Regions from separate parts of the Drosophila melanogaster genome. Here region 2 is linked to region 1. A link is a contact called in public Hi-C data. All regions are on one chromosome and are shown on one strand. Each heading gives the region's core, a stretch centred on a gene start, on an enhancer-like site or on the middle of the called end of the contact. The rest is flanking DNA. Distances are from core to core; before and after follow the strand shown.

Evidence for each region. A called contact is a pair of places that touch in the nucleus more often than the background predicts.
Region 2: a Hi-C map of the Kc167 cell line shows a contact between it and region 1, with 3 times the contacts expected there. The contact joins the promoter of CSN6 here to the promoter of AdipoR in region 1. A contact is called at or near these places in 77 of 107 Hi-C or Micro-C datasets (the Clone 8 cell line, the D17-c3 cell line, the Kc167 cell line and 23 more) and 3 of 6 datasets of contacts at active chromatin or transcription factors (all in the Kc167 cell line).

Annotation. Positions count from the first base shown.
Region 1 is chr3R:22,545,572-22,549,293 of dm6, reverse strand. AdipoR (Adiponectin receptor) reads left to right here and starts at 1,448. Exons shown (of 7, transcript NM_142804.3): 1 at 1,448-1,635; 2 at 2,171-2,582; 3 at 3,511-3,609. The coding sequence starts at 2,217.
Region 2 is chr3R:22,579,009-22,582,803 of dm6, reverse strand. CSN6 (COP9 signalosome subunit 6) reads right to left here and starts at 2,031. Exons shown (of 2, transcript NM_079727.3): 1 at 1,529-2,031; 2 at 771-1,470. The coding sequence starts at 1,909. The coding sequence ends at 826. CG33110 reads right to left here. Exons shown (of 6, transcript NM_176539.2): 6 at 2,412-3,369. The coding sequence ends at 3,088. It overlaps Dph5 (Diphthamide methyltransferase), which reads left to right. Exons shown (of 2, transcript NM_079728.5): 2 at 1-776. The coding sequence ends at 599.

The DNA of each region.
Region 1 (3,722 bases), core at 199-2,698:
CGGGCGCAGTTAACACATTTCCAGATCGATGGGAAGCGATTGTCCGTCCAATGAATGGGTCAATTTCACGCACTTACTCTCACCAGTCTCCCAGATTCCCAGGTGATTTGTGTGACCCATGGTGATCCATGTACTCCACCCACGTGCTAAGTGCCCGGTCAAATATGCAAATGTTTGCCGAGTTGGATGCACTGCAGCTGTGTTGGTCGCCACCCTTCCGGGTCTTTGGCATTTCCATTTCCATTTGAAGCACATTGGCCGTTTAGCATTTTTTGTCGCGCGCTCGTCATTCAAACAGAAACAGCTCGCATTATCGGCGCTTCTCTTTTGTGATTATGACCCTGAACTTCAGCGCTACTAAATGTATTAATTCAGTCGATTAATACCGCTAGTCGGGGTCTGTGCGAAATCTGCTCCTTGGCCGAGTTTCTAACGTAGCTGGTCAGAACGCCGAGAGCTGATGGATGATATTGGCCTGGATTGGTCAATAGGGTATATCATCTTGATGGGCTGCCCCTGAGCAAAGCAAGTTCTATAGTCTTATGTTTGAAATTGAATTTGTTTAACAAAGATGAATGACTCTTGACTAAACATATTGGCCTTTATGTGCAATAAATATTCTAAGGGCGCTATTAAAACGTAGTTAAATTGCGCTATTAAGAGCTTGCCAAACAAGTGAATCTTTATTGGGCCTGCAAGGCTGGTGATATTTCCTCACTAGCCAAACACCATTTTGTCTTCCCAATTAAGTTTCTTTATTATTAGAATTGTTATTTGCCTACATTTGTGGGTTTTTATAACACCGTAATGCTATTTCTAAAAAAGCTATAATTAGACATTCTTGTATTACTTTAATTAATTAATTTAAATATATATATTTTAAGTAAGCTGTGATGTTGTCTTTGTTGTCTTTGCAAAAGTGTCCAAGGAATGGCAGATATGTGCATACTTAAGTAGGTTAAATATCGGGGAACTACACATGCTAATTCATAACTACCAGGCTTAAGTTGAGTTCATTGTTGATGTTTTTTAATGAGATGCCTTAACATTTTTTGAAAACAATTTCTCTGTTACTGAAGTGTTTACAGACTAGAGGAAAATTTTCTATTCATATAATATACGTCTTGTAATTTCGTCACGGTAATTTCTCATGAAAAAAAAAACAAATGCCTGTTAGGTATTTACGCAAATATCCAATATTTGGTCAGTTGAAGTACCACCTTTGATCGCCAATAAAAAGTTGTTAGCTCTCAAAAATGTTGACTAATAATGAAAGCACCTTGTTTACCGGGAGCAATACGATTTGCTGGCAAGCATTTTCAAATATGGCGGGCGCTGCGCAGAGTTGCCACATTGTTTTACAGAGCTGTGACTACAAAGTAGCGTTAACAGCCGTTAACAGCTGCTGCGTCAAGGTATGACCGCATTTCCTCCGTTCCCATATGATTGCTAGTGATTTTCCCTATCGCGCTTGCAGTCACACTGGAAAAAACACAGAAAAAATTAAATTAAGGGAAAACAGATGAAAAACTGCAATTGCACGCAATTGAAGCAAGTGCAGCAAATAGTTTTTCGCGCCAGTGTTGACTCCTGGGCCTGCCGTCGAAGCCACGCCAACTGCGCGACTTTCGAGTGGTAAGTGAATAGTAACGAAACGCCAGTGAAATCGAGTGATTAATCGTTCGTTTGTGTTGTGACACTTTCTGTAACTTCGTATAAAAAAAATGGGAACTGCGCAAGTGGAGTGCAGGTGGGGGTTAAGCCAGTTGGTAGTATTCCACTCACACGTGGCCTTCTGGCTGCATTTTCCATGCACTTTGCTATCTATATAATGGTTTCCCCGAAATAGCAACTGCACCTTAACCCACTGAGGATCCCACTCGCATTTGAACACCATCTTATGTAAAAACGTAATTGGCAGCTAAGTTTCCTAAGTGATAAAACACACAAAGCTACCAGATACAGACTTATGTGCTACGTACAACCGATTTACTGGGGAACAAAGGTCGCGCCATACTATATAGCAATGCGATCGGAGCAGACCAATAAACAAATAAACAAATATCGCATTTCCCAGACGAGCTAGCGTTGAGCTAACAAACGCTTAGCATTGCTTTCGAACAACTAAATTCGTATGTATCGTATTGAACAGAACGTATTTCTCTTACAGAATACTATTTGCGGAGTGCAAAACGAATCCGCGGGATCGTAAGACCATGGATTCGGCCACTAATCTCCTCGAGCAACAGGGCTCAGCGGCTGATGTGAGTGGCGGGAGCCATCCCGCCGAGGTGGAGGTAACCACCCAGGCTCGAGCCACTTTCGGCATGGACGCCGAAGGACATGCTACCGGCGAGGCGGTGACCACCACCACGGCCACCTTGCGTAGAGAAGGTTCAGACGAGGATATCTTTGAGCAGGTGCAGATGATCCTGCGCAAGCGACGTGGCTGGGGACCGGAGGACTCGCTTAGCCCCAATGATCTGGACATTCTGGAGTACGACGATGAGTTGGTCGAGGAGGATGACGCCGGTTGTCCACTCCCCTCGACCCCGGAGGACACACAGCTTATTGAGGCGGAGGTGAGTTGGGGCTATTAACCTTTATTTCCATTTTCCACCAGGTGGAAAAGTACGAAATGCAATCGTCAAAACATGTGGCGGAGCTCTTATCGCTGACCTACCACCATGTGGTTATCGGCTGCCACTTGTTAGTCGCAATTTTCCCTCTGCGCAGGCAGTCATTTCAATGTCGGGCGTCTTATCAATCGAAATGTTGCATTGGCCAATGTCTATTTGCCACATGCAAAATGTACCATAACCATTGTACTTAAACCTTATCGTGGCCATTTCTCCATTTTTATGACTCACTAAATACAATTGCTCAATTTAAAGCATATTCCATAGCCATTTGAAAGTTATACCTCTTATCTCTCCTTGCCTTTAATGTCTGTCCGAAAGGTGTCAAGTAAAATTTCTTGACTTTGAGCCTTATACTCTAGACAATCTGCCCGTTTGATCACCGGCTTTAAAGGTCAGGCTTAGATTGAACGCAAAAAGCTTTGGCATAGCCCTTTATACGACAGATGCTGGAAAAAAATCACAAATTTACGTCGATGCGGTGCTGATAATGCCCGGAGTCAGTTTCGGGCAAGCTTATCTTATCGCGGAACGCATTCGGTGCTTTCTTGTTCCGCCAACAAATTGAGTATGCGACTGGCAGAGGCTTCACAGTACAATCGCTCATTGCCTCGCACATTTAGTTCTAGTTCCGTTCGAATCTCTGTTAGCCGCTCAAGATGCAGACCCAGCCGGAGGTTATAGTGCGTGTCAACCCGGATCTGGAGCCGGATCTCAGTCAAGAAACTTACAGAACCCAAAACCCTGACACAGTCAAGGAGCAAGCTGAAAATGCAGTCGTTAGTCCCATTTGCTCTTAGTTTTTCTTTGTTATTAAGCTTTTTATATTTGTTTTGAGAGCTGTTTAATGTCTTATCACTCTATTCCACAGATGACGGAAGTGCTGAAGGCCGGAGTTCTCTCCGATGAAATTGATTTGGGCGCATTGGCACACAATGCCGCCGAGCAGGCAGAGGAGTTTGTGCGCAAGGTAAGCCAAGTGATGCTGCCAAGTGAAGAATGGCTTAAATGGAAGATACTCTTCAAGATTTGTAATATTGTAGCTTTTGTATTTTTGTTTTTATTTCAATAAATAGTATTAAG
Region 2 (3,795 bases), core at 782-3,281, 33 kb before region 1:
GCGACCCCTTTGGCGCCACCACCCACACAGACTTCATACTGCGCGCCAAGGAGAAGAACATCCCCTACAAGGTCATCCACAATGCATCGATCATGAACGCCGTCGGCTGCTGCGGCCTGCAATTGTACAAATTCGGCGAGACCGTTTCGATTCCGTACTGGGACGAGACATGGAAGCCGGACAGCTTCTACGACAAGATCAAGCTGAATCGCCTGCACAACATGCACACGCTGTGCCTGCTGGACATCAAGGTGAAGGAGCCCACGCCGGAGTCCTTGATGCGCAAACGCAAGGAGTACATGCCACCGCGTTTCATGACCGTGGCGGAGGCGGCTCATCAGTTGCTGTCCATTGTGGAGAAGAAGGACTCGCTGGAGAAGAACACAGTGCTCAACGAGCAGTCACTGTGCGTTGGACTGGCCCGTGTTGGCCAGGAGTCGCAGCAGATTGCCGTTGGCACGCTGCTTGAGATGCGCTCGACCGATTTGGGCGGACCGCTGCACTCGCTCATCATTCCCGCCAAGGAGATGCATCCGCTGGAGGTGGAGTTCTTGCAGCAGTATGCCCCCAGCATCAAGCTGGACGACTACAACCACTAATTCCGCTGCGAAATTACCTAATTTAGTGTCTAGGAAATGTTGTCTGTGCATCTGAATTGAATTTACGAAGCAAGAGGAGCTGGAAGCTCAGGAAGAAAGTGATATCGCTTGATGCCACCCGTATACGTATGTAGCCTGCCCAGCGGCAGCTGAAATAAAACCGCATTCACCCATCGTACGATTATGTGTATTTATCTCCGAAGCTTTAATAGATTGTTTGCATATATCAATAGTAGAGACCTCGCATGCGGCGCGCGGATCCCTGGCGGTCGTACAGCATATTAAACTTGTTCACAAAGTGGTGCATATCATTGCAGCCCTTGGTCAGCGTGCCCAGGTAGCTAATCAGTCCCACATCGTTGCACTGCGTGTAGAATTCCTCCTGGAAGGCGGGCACCTGCATGACGGGCAGTCGGTGGCAGAGAGCGTAGGCTTCTCGCAGAATCTCTTGGTTGGCCCGCAGCTTTCCGGCCTCCACATCGCGTATGTACTGCAGCACGATCTTGATGCGTGTATTTAGCATCTTAATGGCACTGTCCTGGGCCACCAAATGCTCCGCCACCACGCTCTTCTCGCCGGACTCGTTCGAGGTCATGCGCGCCACATGATCCACACCAATGCGCTCCGCCTCCTCGGTGGCCAGTGTGTAGGTGAGGGGCACGAACAGCATGGTGGCCTCGCCGTCCACCAGATCGATTAGGGACTCGAATAGCTTCAGGGGAAGGTGGTCGACGCTGCGGGAGAGCGGATTCAGCTGTAGCATGATGGGGCACTCGTTGATGGCGGCTATCTGTCTTTGGATCTTAATGTCATCGGCAGTGGGATTGTCGCCGGTTGTGTACCAGCCTATGAAGTCGAGATCACTGAACACCTGGGGAAAAAAGAGTAACAGCTGGTAAAGCAGCGTATGTAGAGGCTTGGACACCCACCTGCTTGTACTGTTGTTCCTTCTTGTTGTAGTAGTCCTTGTTGATCACTGTTTCATCGCCAATAACGTCCGTCTTCAGTTCGAACGAGTTCATAATCTCAATGTTGCGGCCCTTCTGCTTGCCAATCAGTGCTCCGTACACCTGTCGCGGCTCACCGTGCTGTGCACGAAAGCGTGTCCAGTGCTCGGAGATGTTCATTATGACCAGCGGATGCAGCGATATGGTCACAGAACCACTGGTGCCCGCTGCAGCCATTATGTTTCCCTGCGGCTGTGGGTTTTGATCCGCAGTCTTATCCACTGCCATACTGCTCCCGGCGGCGGCGGAGGACGATGTGCTGGGCTTGGCCGACATGTCAACGTCCACTTCCATTTGCTCCATGCTGTCGGGGGGCCTTTATTTACACGTAGTTTGCGGTATAAACTTAATTTTACTTCTTTTTGTTTGACAAGCTCCGGTATAAGCTGTCGTTATCGTTATTGGTGGTCTCTCAGTAGTACGATATTACTTATCGCTATCTATCGGGACAGCAGAATGGTGTGACCACACCTTATGCAGTCTAAGCAGTGGCGCGAACCTTTTTAAACTGAACGTCGGCGTTGCCGGCTCGATTATAGTATTAGCGAGTACTATATTTGAATTTATGTTTTGTAATTCCTGTTAGCTTAATTATGCGCCAAATTAACCATATATATTTCTATTAAAGCATTTTTAGTCAATTCGGTTACATATATTTTTAATATGCACTAGATTCGTTTGTGGAAGTTTCTAAAATTGATATGTTTCTAAAATTTATTTATCTCTTTCGCACCGAAAGACCCTGCCAATATACAGCTCAGTTTTTTCCGCTGTGAATTTAGAACATATTGAAACCCAGTTGGTTGGTTTTCGGTTTTATTTTATTTATCTTTTCTTCGTTTTTATTTGTCTTGGCTTTTAATTTCGTGCTCGCCGTATTTGTTCGTGCGAATTTTGTAAGTTAGACTAGTTGGCTTAGGACTACAAATATTTAACATTTAACAGGCTATTTACAAATCGTCTATACACAATTACAATTACAATAATCACTTAGCCTAAGGGAATTAAAGACTAAACGCGTTTCGTTCGTGAGGTTCTAGAATTAGGCGACTTACACATTAGGCAGATCTCGAAAATTGACCCAGTTTGTTGTACGGTTCTACACATGCGAATGCAGCCACAGATGGCGAGAATGCGATGCGATGCGAAGCGAAGCAATCAAGCGAAGCTGGCGAGGGGATAATCGCCAAGTTATAATTGATGTTGCGCATACGCCCCGTGTTCCCCATGCTCGATCGATCGATCATCGGAAGGCGGACTTCCTCTTCTTCGTTCTCTTCTGTGGTTGTGTGTGTGTGTGCGTGCACGCTCGTGTATTTATGGCTCTTAAGCTTAGCTTAGCGTTAGTTGAAACCTTTGTACCAAAACTACTTCCGTTCCGTCCGTTGCCATCACCAATCTGGTCCGTTTATGTAAAATTTGTTCCCCCCAATGTTGGGCAATCCCTGGAAGCACTTTTCTCACTGCTTTCGATTTTCAATTCAGTTGGCTTTCAGCTTTTGCGCCAGCATCGCCGTGTTATTGTTGCTGTCCGCCTTGCAGGGCGTGGCATCCAGTTGCTGCTGTTGCTTCTGCTGTTGCTGCTGCTGCTGCAGTTGCTGCGCCGCCTTGGTCTTCCTGTAGCTCTGCATGTAGAAGTTCATGAAGAGGCAGAAGAAAATGGATGCATTCAATAGGAGCAGCGCAGAGATGAACTTGGAGAACTGGCACTGGTTGCTGAAGAGGGCGCGGAGGGTGTGGAAGATGCACAGCACGAACTGGGCCTAAAAAAAAAGGGAAAAATAATATGAATTTTACAGAGATCATATACTCATTATACCCTAGTTATAGTAGGTTGCACAGCTAGACCTTGTTTTCTAATTGTTGATGTAATTTTTATCGTGCGTCCAAGCAGATTAACGTTGTCTTGTCTAATCACACATATTAAGAATAAGGTTGTGGGAACCATATGGCAAACAGACTTGTTACGCTTGAATTCTGGGAAAGTTCCGAAGAGAGAGCACACGCCTCCTTCGAGCGGCTTGCTCGCAATCAAAGCTCAACTTGACCCACCTCTTTATGGTCATTGGCGCTGTCGAAGGGCATTGAGTGGAGCTTGTCTCGTTACGGAAGTTGTAACGTCATTCAATTAGCCAGTTCCCTAACTGCCGAGTCATAACTTATACTTTTTGCAGTCCGGGTTACAGCTC